Linked DNA regions of Danio rerio: region 2 is linked to region 1. Evidence: chromatin contacts called from public HiChIP or PLAC-seq data. All regions are on one chromosome and are shown on one strand. Each heading gives the region's core, a stretch centred on a gene start, on an enhancer-like site or on the middle of the called end of the contact. The rest is flanking DNA. Distances are from core to core; before and after follow the strand shown.

Region 1 (7,290 bases), core at 1,817-4,316:
ACTCCTAAGTAATGCTTGATCGCCCCAGAAGGCGGTCAAAACAAGATATATTGAGGGGGTTGGCATTCATTTATTTATTCATTTTCTTTTCAGCTTAGCCCCTTTATTAATCTGGAGTGACCCCAGCGGAATGAACAACCAACTTATTCAGCATGTTTTACGCAGCAAATACCCTTCCAACCGCAACCCATCTCTGGGAAACATCCACACACACACTCATACACTTTGGACAATTTAGCCTACCCAATTCACCTGTACCACATGTCTTTGGGCTGTGGGGGAAACCGAAGCACCCAGGTAAAACCCACGCAAACGCAGGGAGAACAAGCAAACTCTACACAGAAACGCCAACTGACCCAGCCGAGGCTCGATCCAGCAACCTTCTTGCTGTGAGGTGACAGCACTACCTGCTGCGCCACTGCATCGCCCTTGGGGGGGGGGGGGGGGGGGGGGGGGGGATGGGGGGGGTCAGTTCTCTAATAATCAGAAATATTTCACTTTGATCTGTAAAAATCTGTAAATAATAGATAATATTAATATACATTTGAAATAGATTATAAATAGATTACATTTATAGATTACATAAATAGATTACATAGAATACATTTGAAGTTCAAACCATTGTTAATGCACAATTGTGCCAATTGGTCTACTCGAAGAAAAAGTCTGCAAGTGGCAGATCTAAAGCACAGATTGACATCATGTTCGCAAGACTTTTTTTCTCCTATAATAGGTGTTTGTATCTACAATTAGCCTGAAAATAAAATCAAATTAGACTCATAGTTTGTTCATTCATTCATTCATTCATTCATTTTCTTGTCGGCTTAGTCCCTTTATTAATCTGGGGTCGCCACAGCGGAGTGAACCGCCAACTTATCCAGCAAGTTTTTACACAGCGGATGCCCTTCCAGCCGCAACCCATCTCTGGAAAAGTTTGTAGTTTAACCTAAAGTAATTCTCTGAAATAGCTAATTAGAGAATACTGTAAATCAGAATACACTAAATATTTCTCAAATTGCTTTACACTTAAATAAATTTAATTAACAAACTAGATGTAATTAAAAGTAAATACATAAATGACTGAAGCATTACACAAACTAACAGTTGACCCCCCCTGATCATCAATATATGATTCGCACACTGGTCCAGCAAACAAACAAACAGAACAGGTGTTTGTATTTTGTGATGCTAGAACTGTAGAGTAAGATTACATTCATGTTGTAGAGTTGTGATAATGAGCATTACATTTCTCCAACACTTTTTCCAGGAAGTCCATTTCCCCCTCTTTCTACCATGAGAAATTCCAACACAGACTCGCTGGAAACAATGTAAGTGTGCGATGTTTTCAACATGCTTGATATGCAGCTATGCAGTCTGCCAGAAAGTTCAGTAACCTCAAGGTCACATTACGCAACATCTCAGAAACTGCAGAATCACCAGCAATATGAAACGTCTAATCTGTACAGCTCAGATATTCTAATAATTATTTCTCTGTGATTTTCATCAACTGAGCCACTTAATGAGCAATCACTTACACATTCCACTGAGCAATATTTCTGCTCGGCTCGATCATTAAATGCTTCTAACATGAGGCCTGAAAACTGTAATGAAGCAATTGTTTGCGACGGTCACCTCATCTGATCTACCTGTCTTCCTGACACATGGGGAGAGATGAAACACGAATACCACTGAACAACAGGTGTTACTGGCAGAGCTCACAGGTGACACATGTGAAGAAGGTTTAAATTTTAAACAGATACTGTATCACTGCATACATAGAGGCTTCACATCATCAGGTATCTCAAGCCGTCATTTGAGATGCTGTCACAAAGAGAAAAAAGATCTGAGTGTAATTTTCCAACAAATGTGTTCATATAAACATAAAAATATATTACATTAATGTGACTCACTAAAATCCAGCTTTAAGGCACTGTCAGGAATTGTATTGAATTGAATTAGTTTATATTTATATATATATATATATATATATATATATATATATATATATATATATATATATATATATATATATATATATATATATATACATATATAGGAAGCTGATATCAAATGTATGACATTTGTTCTGTTATGTTTTCAGGAAAACTGCGTACCATGACAAATGTTTACAAGGGATGTTCTGGATTGTTGCGTGTACGTTGGCTAAAAGCTAACGCTGGCTAACACATCTGTAGCTGGCCAGCGGCTGAAAACTGACCGGTATCAATTAATAATGACCAAGTTCGCCATAACATTAAGCCAGAAATATGATTAGCCCTAAATTTGTAAGACACGCCCACATACACACGCAAAAGTCGCCTGTCAGATATTAAAGTGAAACGACTCTCTCGTAAGCGTCACAGAGTATCGCTGTTGTATGACAGTATAGATGTTAGCACGAGCGCTAGCCGACGCGCTAATAAAAACAACGCTAACATTGAATGAGTAAGACATGCGTTTATCCGCTCATAATAGCATTTTAAAAACGTGGTTTAAAAGAAACACTTGCTCTTAAAGTGAGGTAAATAATGATTCGCATCTGTCCACACTCATGTTGTGCACTAGAAGTGTCCGCATGTGTGTTTGACAGCTCTCATGACCTGTATTGACATGACAGATGTTTACACTATTCGTCCATAGAAAACCATACATTACTTAATATAGCCTATGGTATATTCATATATTACATTCTCCAAATAAATGAGTTACATTAACACATGTTCATAATATTAAGGACCGCGCGCGTGTTTTACCGTTACCTGTAATAGGACAGCAGTCCATTGCTGAGCACGAACCATCTGCGCTGGTAACCCTTGATGTAGTTAGTCCATTTAAAGAGCCAGCCTTTGTAGGTGTCCGAGCCCGGGGCTGGTGTCCCGCTCGCCGGCGTGGACGCGGCACTCTTGCCCTGCTCGCTCATCCTCCTCCTGCCCCGCTCCACTGCCGCAGACTGATGGTGTTGCTGCCGCCGCTGCTGCTGCTGTTTGCAGGATAAACACGGGACTGCGGTGAGAAAGGACACGATCCTGCCGGGGCCGTTATTGCAGGGAGCGGCCACTCTCCCCATAAACTCGCCGCCGATGCGCTGAGATGGACGGGCTGCTGAGGAGGACGAGAAGGATGGTATGGGGCAGAGAGATAGAGATAGAGTGAAACAGCGCACTTTCTCTCCCCGATGATGACAGAGAGATGAAGAGCAGCGAGAGGACCGAGAGAGAGCTGGAGCGACGACCACAGGCGCCACAGCAGAAATCACCGTTCAGTCCGTCACATCATAGTACTCGTGCAGTAGGCCTGTTGAGTTATACAAAACATGTGTTCAACTAATTTAGTGTATTTATAGGACTTGATGTAATTGACGCCTTTGTCTATGATTCGTTTTATTTACATTTACGTAAAGAGTTTACTCAAACACATTTGAAATTTTAAAGGGATAGTTCACCCCAAATTAAATTTTACTCATTTTTAAGTGGATGCAAACCCTTATAACTGTATATATATTTTTTAGTTCTGTTGAACACAAAAGGAGATATTTTGAAGAAAGCTACAAACTGTAAACTGGAAAACTAACTGTTTTCTGTTGGAAAAACAAGTACTCTGAAAATCAATGGTTACAGGTTTCCATATTTCTTCAAAATATCTTCTATTGTCTTCAAGTGAAGAAAGTCAAACAGGTTTGGAACAAGCAAATGGTGAGTGGATAATGACAGAATTTAGATTTTTCGATAAACTATTTCTTTAATAGCTATGAGCTGACAATTTATTCTCTGGCCTTACAATATGTTAGTTGGTTTATTGTTTTAGCAGAAGTTGAAATACGTTTGTTTATTTATTTTTGCTGAAAAGTCAAAGAAAAGTAAGTCAATGGCTACTGGTAGCTGAGTGTCAAAAAAATGTGGCTTCTGGTGATACATTTTGCTTTTAAGAAGTAAAACCATCAGTCTGGAGAATATTGTAACCTATATGTACACTTTACAATAAGGCTTCATTAGCTAAAGTTTTATTTACTAGATCTAAGGATGAACAAACTTTTACAGCTATTGTTAATCGTAGTCCAACATTTGCTAATGCATTATTGAATTCCAAAATTTAGCTTGTTACAATTAGTTAATGCACTGAGAGTTAACAATGACCAACTTTATTTTCATTAACTGACATCAACAAAAGAATAAATAGCCAACTGTAATAGATGTTCTTGATTGTTATTGTTTGTCAGTTTGTTCATGTTAGTTTATAAACATCAACTAATGGAACCTTATTGTAAAGTTTGACCATTACATTTAATCTCAAGTAATTTTTTAAAAAGTTAAATGGTCATTGTTATTACAATAGTACCCTCAAAACAATAATGAATAGCTTGTGCTAAAAAAAATAATATTACACATTGTAAAATCCTGAGATTTTCACAAATATTTAATCTAATAAGGCAAGGGTCTCAAACTCAATTCCTGGAGGGCCGCAGCTCTGCATAGATAAGCTCCAACCACCTCCAACTGACACCAGCTAAATAGTCTCTTGAATGGTAAAGTCTATATCCGATACGCGGCTGACCAGAAGTGCGATATGCACATCAATATAGCAGCATTTTTTATGACACTGTATAACCATAATACATTTTTTACACTACTGTGATGATTGGGTTTAGGGTTGGGGAGGCGGTAGGGGTTAAAACATATTCATTTGGTAATTTAATAGATAGCATAAATAATACTCAGTACAACTACTGTTTTTACATTACTGTGATGGCTGGGTTAAGGGTCGAGGTAGACGTTGATAAAATACAACAAATGGGAAATTTAATAAATAATATAAATATTTTCATTAACTTCCGGCTGCAACCATATCCGATATAGCAACAACCATCTTGAACACATTGATTGTTTGAATCAGCTGTGTTAGATTAGGGTTGGAGAAAAACTGTACAGAGCTGCAGCCCTCCAAGAATCGAGTTTGAGACTTATAAGGAATGTTCGTATTCTTTCAGTTAATAGGTAATGTTTCCCGGTAGGTGGCAGCAAGTCACACAGTGAGTTTTCCAAATGATTCACTATACACTTTACCAGAAATGCCCAAACTAGGGCCAGTGGGCCAAAGTTGGCCCATGGTAACCTTTGATTTGGCCTGCCATTCCATCTGAGAAAAGAGAATGATTGGGGTTTAGAGGTAGTCATTTCAAATTTAATTTAATCTTTTGTTTGTTTGTTGTATTGTTAAGCTACAAAAAGCTAACTGAAGAGAAATTTCAATTTAAATGGTGTCAGTTAATCAGATTTAGTTTAAAATGCCATCCAATGTCAAAGGCAGATTCTGCTTGACTTGTGTATTCAGCATTGACTCCACTGTGTTATAAATGTGATTGTTTTTTTTCATTGCAATAAGTTATCATTTAAAAAGTTATACTGCATTAGTTAATACGATTCAAAGTAATGTTTTTTATTTATTTTGAAATACTATGAAATAAATTAGGAAATTACTCATGGCAGATTTAATATAATATAGTCTGGTATATGGCGCACGGTGGCGCAGTGGGTAGCACAATCGCCTCACAGCAAGAAGGTTCCTGGTAAGAGCCTCGGCTGGGTCAGTTGGCATTTCTGTGTGGAGTTTGCATGTTCTCTTCGTGTTGGCGTGGGTGTCCTCTGGGTGCTCTGGTTTCCCCCACAAGTCCAAAGACATGCACCATAGGTGAATTGCACCAGATTAATAAAGGGACTAAGCTGAAAAGAAAATGAATGAATGAGTTTGGTATGTTTATCTTCAGCCCACGGCTCTCAATGATATTTGTTTTTGGCCCTTCATAAGAAAAAAATTGGGCTTTCCTGCACAATACAGTATACACTATGTCACTGTGTCTAAGAGAGTCACCTCTTAACCCTTAAAACAGAATAACAAAATAGATAAAAATATATATGTATTGACAATATCATGTCTAAAATGGTTTAAAATAATAATGATAATAATTGTCTCTTATAATTACAGAACGACTTTTGCTCATAGAGCCTCATAGTGCAAGCTTCTGAAACTCAAGACCATTTGCTGATGCTGTGGTTTAAGGTTATGTTTTTTATGTATGTTTTTTTTTTTTGTGAATTAATAGTTGAATAAATTAACAGTAAATATTATTTTTGGGTAAACTATCACTTTGCGTGTTAAACTTAATTACAATTAATCTTAACTGCTATTCTCTGTTTCACACCAATTTGTTTTTTTAATCATGTAATGTTTTGATTTCTCGCCAGTTGATGGCGCCACAGAGCTTCAAAAGTGGCACGAGCGTTTGGCTTGAGTTTGAGACACAAGTGATGTATAAAATATTCAACATAAGAGGAGAATGCTGAGACGTAGTTCGAAACGGTTTATTAATTTTTCATTGATGAAACATTACAACTACTAAAAGAAAAAAAAAAAACACATCTGTTTTCATTTTAGAAAAAGCAGGTAGCCCTTTAAAATCTAAAACATTGACAAAAATATCAAACAGTCCTACCAAGAGATTCCATATTCATCAAGTCTCAATGTTCAGTCTATTACTGCCTTTAACATTACTAGCACAGGACACATTCCACAAGAACATGACATCTGCTACATGTTTCCTAGTCCTCGGTCCACAACCATGGCACTTAACACAGTGTGGGATGCAAACGTATGAGCCCACCTCGGCTGTTTCTTAACACTAGTCTGACCGTTTCCCCATCAGTTACACTTAAACCACATGCTAAGCTAATTCCACACTGACATTATATAAAAAGACTAATGCTAAAGTACTGTTACAGAAATCTGCTTGTACTCACTTATGTAGGCTAGGTACATCAGTGCAATTTACCCCTGAATAGTTTTCCCAGTTAAAGCATGCAGCTCCATTAAACACAAAACAGAGACTTTATGGTTAAAAAGAAGTCTGAAGCATGACCCAAGCTGCTAACTTTTCAGTTTTCAGCTCGTCATTGAAGATGTGCATAGATGGCTCTCAGAGTTGCTTTCGAAAGAAACAAGGGAGATTTTTTTTCTTTCCAAAACACACTGATATGAGAATATTGTGTCTGTGATATTTTTTTCTGCCTTGGGAAAGTATTTAGGGTGGGTGTGAGGCTTCTTAAAGGGACAGTTCGCCTCAAAAAGAAAGTGTCAGTTTGTTTACCATCAGGCAATGTAAGATGTAGGCATGAGCCCTTTCTGATTCTGACAGTATGATAACCTTGAATAAATATATCACGGTTTGACAGTATTGTAATTACTGCTCTAAAATATATTCTTTTTTTAAATGTCTGGGTAAAAAACAAAAAACATTTT
Region 2 (7,290 bases), core at 2,383-4,882, 100 kb after region 1:
CTGAGCGCCTCAATAACCCTGCTCACCGTTTGCATGTAAACAGGGTCATCACACCTCATCTGTGAAATATAGCACTTACTAACATTCACACCAGTCTAACTGCCACCTGAAGAATGACAAGCAGCACTCACAGATAGCTGGGTGCGCACTGTGCAAATCGTCTGATCCTTGAACCAAATCTGTTTGTCATGCTTGCCAACAGACGTTTAATTAAACTGAACAATTCACTTAATTCTGAGGCATCTCCAGTGTGCCATCTCCTGATGTCTATAAAATAGATCAGTGGGCCTCTCCAATGACCACCATCCCCAAGCGAACCAAAACCAGCACAGATAAAACCTCATTACGCAATTATTAGTAGTAAAATACATCGTTTCAGCATCAAAATCACTGTGTGAACATCTGCAAGTCACATTGTAGGACCATCAATGTGAAGTAGGAATTATTTTTGACCGGAAGTCACAGTTTTGGATGCATGTAGTTTGTAGATTAATTGCAAAATTAAACCATTGTACAGTTATTATTTAGAATTTGCATTTGTTTGTTTTTTTCCTGTTAAACATATTGAATGAGTTTAAAAGCATTTAGGCACAAAAAATAAGGTTTGTAGCTTTAACAATGAATAATTACATCCTATTTATATACTGCATGCTGCAAGTGCAAAGTGTTTTGTATTTGAATTTGTATAACTTGTATCCTGGCTGCCATTAAGACTTCCAATAAATGTCCAGAAAAGTCCAAGATTTAACAAAGACCAAATCATGTGACCAAAACATTGGATCTTTACAATAACAGTGGTAACTACAGTTTCATTTTTTTAAAGAGCTATCGGCAATGACATATAAAAGCTTAATATGAAAAACTAACATTAAAGGAAGAGTTCATCCAAAGCTGAAATGTACTTTCTTCTTTCTCTAAAACGCAAAACAAATATAAAAATCTTGAACTTCTTAAAGCATCACATGGTTACAGTTGAACCATTTAAGTAACAAAACTTTTTCCCAATGTTTTGAGTTGAGCAATTCAAGCGTTATGGATTTGACATTTGCAGTAAAAACTCAAAACATAAAATTACAAAGAATGTATACGTTAACATTATATTGAAGCAATTGTTTATATATTCCAAAACAACTAACCACAGAGTTAAGATATCAGAAAAATATCAATCTGTAAACATGTTTTGTTTTAAATGAGAAAAATAAACATACGTTGTGGATGCGACCAAAAAAGTTAGCAAGTTTACAGTATACAACATACTTTGTAGAAAACCTGTAAATTAAACTGCACAACCCAAAAGAAACAATGCTAATCAAAAGGATAAGAGTTTGCTTTATATAGAACAAAATGATTGCTTTTATTTTATTTGACATTTTTGCATTTATAAGGGGAAGCTTCATTATGGATGTGACAGAAGTGAAATTGCAATTTTGTGACTTTGGTAAATCAAATATAATAGTTTGAAAACAATGACAGACATTTTTGAGTATTTTTAAGTAATGTAAAATGGTTGCACAAAAATGTAAAAACGGTTTCTGTATATTGGTGAAAAATTTTTTTCATGGTAAGATTGACATCAGTATGGAATTGCTCAGTTCATTTTCTAGATTTTGAACATCTCAAAACTGTTGCTGTCTATAGGGGAAAAGACAGCTCTAGGATTTCATCTAAAATATCCTAAATTGTGTTTAGAACATTAAATATTTTTCTCAGTCTATTGAAACATGTTGAGGGTGAAAAATTAATAACAGAATTTTCTAATTTTGGATAACTAAAAACTAAATATTTTTTTCTTGAAGAAAGTTAAAATTGATTCATTGTTGGACCACCTATCTTGATTTCCCCCCTCATATTTCTGTTCAAGACAAGCTATTATTAAAGATAATCCCAGAGGTTGTTTGAGTTTGCTAAGTGCCACTTAAATTCTGCATGAGAACGCAGAGCACTGTAACTGAATGCATCAAGGACTGCTGTAAAACTCCAGATGAGCCTTCTTGCATGTGTACATTTTTAACAAGTGTTGACAGTACTCCATAATGCCATTAATGAAAACTGAAACTGCTTAGCAAGACGAGAAGATATAGGATGAGCAACAATGTAAAAGCACTATTATAAATCATACAGTGTGCAACAAGCTTAAAGGCAGCACTGTCAGTACACTAAACTCTTAGCATGCATACATTATTAATCAAGAGCTGCTGTGGTATTTGATTACTAAAACATACAAAATTCACTACACCGTCTAAACACATATTTAAAAAAAGATGCCATGAACAAAAGTTTCTGCAGAAATTATTATTAGAAATTCAACATTTTATCAGTTATTGCATATTCAGCATTAAACTGATTAAAAGTAACGTTAGCAGTAAAACTAGGTACAACAGTTTTGGAAAAGCAGTCAAGATAAAATGTTTCTATAACAAATAAATAAATAACTGTTCTTCTGAACTTTCAAAACGAACAAATGCTGTTTTAAATGAAATTTGGAATGGCTGCAACATTCTATGAAGACCACAGATTTATTAACAAAAACGTGAACTTTACAACAACTGATGGCTAAAGAGCCATCTGCAAATATGTAGGAATGCCTAGCACTGAAAACTAACATTAAAGGGATAGTTCACCCCAAACTGAAAATTCTGTCATCAAGATATTTTGAAGTATGTTTTGTAAACCATTAACTTGAATCCATAGTATTTGTTTTTCCTACAATGGAAGTCAATGGTTACCAGCTTATAACATTCTTCAAAATATCTTCTTTTGTGTTCAACAGAAAAAAGAAACTCATACAAATTTGGAACCACTTGAGGGTGAGTGAATAGTGAGTAAATATCCATTTTAGGGTGAACTATCCCTTCAAGCCAAAAGGTTGTATAATCAATAGTTGGACTCAAATGTAAAGCACATAGCAAAGAGTTTAAAAACACACATATGTATATATCCATAAATACTCCAGCCATTCCATCCGGTTGACAATAATTGATAATCTCTCTCTCAACGTGTGAGGCGGCGTCCTATCAGGAGCAGTGCAGATAAAGTAACTGTCAACTGTCAGAAAGCTGTCAAGCACAAACTAAACCACCAGAAACATCATAAAAGCTGGGATCTTTAAACCGTAACATCAAACTGGTTAAAATGTACGTGGCACAACTGTGATGCAGCAGGTGACAGTCACACAAACCACAACCGCTTCGCTGCAGGTGAAGCCAGAGCTAACCAGCAAAACACGTTTATTACGCCATTTTCAAACCAATTTCGAAAGCCTAAACTGTCTACGACCCCTTCGTCTAACTACACGAGCGAAATGGACCTCAACTCACACAAAGCTGACTTGCCCACTCCATTTTTGTCCGATGAATGAACCTGCTCGCGGAGATGTAGATGCTCGACGGGTCTGCTAGCCGAATGCTAACGGCTCCAGAGCTAAAGCTTCATGACCTTCTTAATCAGGGCTTATGAGAGCGCACTGTTAAGCCTTTAATCTCGCGGACTGTATTGCTGTCCAAGCCCTCAACGCCAAAGCCACACATAAACGGAGACGAGTCACAGTACCTCAGTTAAACACAGAAACGCTGCTTACCGAAGTGAAGAGTGAGTGTGTACAAGTCGGCCTTCTTCCTTCCCTCCCACCTTACATGTTTTGTCATCATATGATTCACACTTCCGTCTTCCGTTTTCATTGAGGAGTTTTCAGCTCATATTACACACTCTGTTAAATGCACGACTATCTACAGGTATAAGATACTGCAAACTACCGATTGGTATGCCGTTAGCTTTGTTTTAATGTACGTATTAATCATTACAGAATGGCTGCAAATGTAAACCTGTTGTTTTTAATTCAGTTCAATTCAAAAGAGCTTCATTGGCATGACTTGTCAAGTATTGATAAAGCATTGCAGATTACATGAAGAATTAAAAAAATTGTAAAGTAATTATTTTAAATAAAGCATGCATATATATATATATATATATATATATATATATATATATATATATATATATATATATATATATATATATATATATATACAGGAGAATAATTTGATAAATACATAAAAAACACATAAAAATAATATTAGGATTAAAAAGATAATGAAAGAGGGAAAAACAGTATTACAATAAAACAAGATAAAATACAATAAACAACTGTAGCCCTACATTCATTTAATCATTCAATATTTTTAATTATATTTAGTATTATTTGCAAACTCTAAACAGCGAAATCAAATTAGCAGCCAATGACTATCAAAGTTCATCATTGTTCACAGTCAAATAAACAGTGTTAATGTTGTTTTCAAGTCATACTTGCATGCTAATTCCGATCGAATATTCAAAGTAACATGGTAAACAATATAGGGAGTTCTAAATAAACAAATGTGAATATAACACCAACTTTACCTCTGTCTTAGAACAGAACCCCAGGCTTCGCTCTCCCCAGACACTTCCTCCAGCTCCTCCTGGGGAATCCTGAGGCGTTCCTAGGCCAGCCGAGAGACATATTCCCTCAAGCATGTCCTGGGTCTTTCCCTGGGTCTCCTCCAGGTGGGACAAGCCTAGAACACCTCCCTATAGGTAGGCATTCAGTAGGCATCCGAAACAAATGCCCGAGCCCCCTCAGCTGTCCTCTCTCGATGTGGAGGAGCAGCGGCTCTACTCCGAGCTCCTCCCAAGTGTCAGAGCTACTCACCCTATCTATAAGGGTGCGCCCTGCCACCTTGCGAAGGAAACTCATTTCGGCCACTTGTATCTGAGATCTTGTCCTTTAGGTCATGACCCACAGCTCATAACCATATAGGTGAGAGTAGGAACGTAGATTGACTGGTAAATCAAGAGCTTTGCCTTTCGGCTCAGCTCCTTCTTTACCACATCAGACCGATACACTGACCGCATTACTGCTGCCGCTGCACCAATCCGCCTGTCAATCTCACGTTCCATCCTTCCCTCACCCTTGAACAAAACCCCAAGATGCTTGAACTCCTCCACCTGGGGTAAGGACTGTCCTCCAATCTGGAGATGGCAAACCACCTTTTTCCGGTGGAGCACCATGGCCTCAGACTTGGAGGTGCTGATTCTCATCCCAGCTGCGTCACACTCTGTAGCAATCCACCCCAGTGCATGCTGACATTCATTTAAATGATTCATAATCATTCTGACAAGTTTTGTCCACCAGCTGACTCTCTGCTGATGCTCTCTCTCTTCAGCTCAAATCTCTCTTTGTCAGCATTTGCTAATTGTAATAGGTTAAAGCCTTTATTTTGGTTCTTATGTAATATTTTCTTTTAAAATGTGGTGAAACGTTTTCCACAGTTTATTTGTTTATTCCTGGTTTGTTTATTCCTGGTTTAAAATATGTTAACAAGAGAAGATTACATTGGCAAATGTTTCATTTTGTAATAGGAAAGGCTAAACTCGGATAAAAATAATGAAAAGTTTTTAGGTAGGCTACAAGAAAGAATCTTGGTTGATTTAAATTATTATAAGTAGGCTGTATAGATGATCTTGACAGCTTATTTGGTATTTTGGTGTTTCAAATATTTGGTGTTTCAAAATAGTGCATTGTGCTGTATAACTGAAAACGAACGGTTTCTTCTTGTATTTTTATAATATTGTTCTTGGTAAATGGGTGACGCAGTGGCGCAGTAGGTAGTGCTGTCGCCTCAGCAAAAAGGTCGCTGGGTTGAGCCTCGGCTGATTCAGTTGGCATTTCTGTGTGGAGTTTGCATGTTCTCCCTGCATCAAAATGCTAAATTGTCTGTAGTGTATGAGTGTGAATGTGTGTGTGTAGATGTTTCCCAGAGATGGGTTGCAGGCGACTGGAAGGGCATTCAGTCGTTCATTTTCTTGTCGGCTTAGTCCCTTTATTAATCCAGGGTCGTCACAGCGGAATGAACCACCAACTAATCCAGCAAGTTTTTACGCAGTAGATTCCCCCTTCAGACGCAACCCATCTCTGGGGAACATCCACACACACACATTCACACACACTCTCATACACTACGGACAATTTAGCCTACTCAATTCACCTGTACCACCTGTCTTTGGACTGGGGAAACCGGAGCACCCGGAAGAAAACCCACGGGAAGGCAGGAAGAACATGCAAACACCACACAGAAACGCCAACTGAGCCGAGGTTCGAACCAGCGACCCAGCGACCTTCTTGCTGTGAGGCGACAGCACTACCTACTGCGCCCGGATTAATAAAGGGATAAAGCCGAAAAGAAAATGAATGAATGTTATTGGTAAATGTTTATATTTATATTATGATTCCTGTAAATTGTGATTTACCAATCACAATATTACTAACTTACACAAGTTATTTGTATTAGATTCTTTCAAAATGTATTTAGGCCTGGATGAAAGTTTAGTAAACGTCCCTCTCTCTTAATTCAATTCAAACTTGCTGTATTAGCATGACAAATGTTACATATGTATTGACAAAGCACTTGTGATGTTTACATTAAATATGAAAACAAATCACATAGTAGTAGTGATAAAAACAAAAAAAAATTCTCCGAAAAGAAAATAAATGACTGAATGATCAGAGTCATATGTTTTAGTGAATTCAAGGAGCCAAGATTAAAACATAATCAGAATTAAATGGATATACATTTTCAAATTCATATTTCAGTTTTGTTTCAACATGTTTTCTTCCAAGAGCGACATGGTGGCTCAGTGGTTAGCACTTTCGACTCACAGTAAGAAGGTCAGTTGACATTTCTGTGAGGAATTTGCATGTTCTCTCTGTGTTCGTGTGGGTTTGATCCAGGTGCTCCGGTTTGCCCACAAGTCTAAAGATGCAGTATAGGTGAATTGAATAAACTAAATTGGCTGTAGTGTGTGTGTGTGTGAGTGTGTGTGTATGTGTAAATGAGTGTGTATGGATGTTTTCCAGTACTGGGTACCAGCTGGAAGGGCATCTGTTTTGTAAAACAAGTGCTGGATAAGGCGGTTCAATCTACTGTGGCGACCTCTGATGAATAAAAGACAAAGCCGAAGGAAAATGAATGAATTAATGTTTTTTTCCAATTATAAAATGTTCTCTAAATGATCATGGTATTAGCATAATACAACCTATTTACAATAAATATTATTATAATAAATTATTACAGCCATCATATTTTCTTCCCCAATTCGACACACAAAAAATGAAGTCAAGCACAATACAAATGGTTTCATCCAAAACATTTTAATTACAAGAATTAAATTAACAGCAATTGGTTTTCAAAGAACAGTGGAATGTTGGTCTTGCAATATTGCTATTCAACACAGACAAATTCCACAATGTCAAGACCT

The links. HiChIP or PLAC-seq counts read pairs in DNA pulled down with a chosen protein or histone mark.
Region 2: an H3K4me3 HiChIP or PLAC-seq map of pancreas shows a contact between it and region 1, with 5 times the contacts expected there. The contact joins the promoter of ap1b1 here to the promoter of osbp2b in region 1. A contact is called at or near these places in 2 of 4 datasets of contacts at active chromatin or transcription factors (gastrula embryo and pancreas).

The regions. Positions count from the first base shown.
Region 1 is chr5:25,367,044-25,374,333 of GRCz12tu, forward strand. osbp2b (oxysterol binding protein 2b) reads right to left here and starts at 3,067. Exons shown (of 14, transcript NM_001122748.1): 1 at 2,760-3,067. The coding sequence starts at 3,067.
Region 2 is chr5:25,467,083-25,474,372 of GRCz12tu, forward strand. ap1b1 (adaptor related protein complex 1 subunit beta 1) reads right to left here and starts at 3,633. Exons shown (of 22, transcript NM_001128530.1): 1 at 3,578-3,633. It overlaps gas2l1 (growth arrest-specific 2 like 1), which reads right to left. Exons shown (of 5, transcript XM_695912.10): 5 at 7,165-7,290.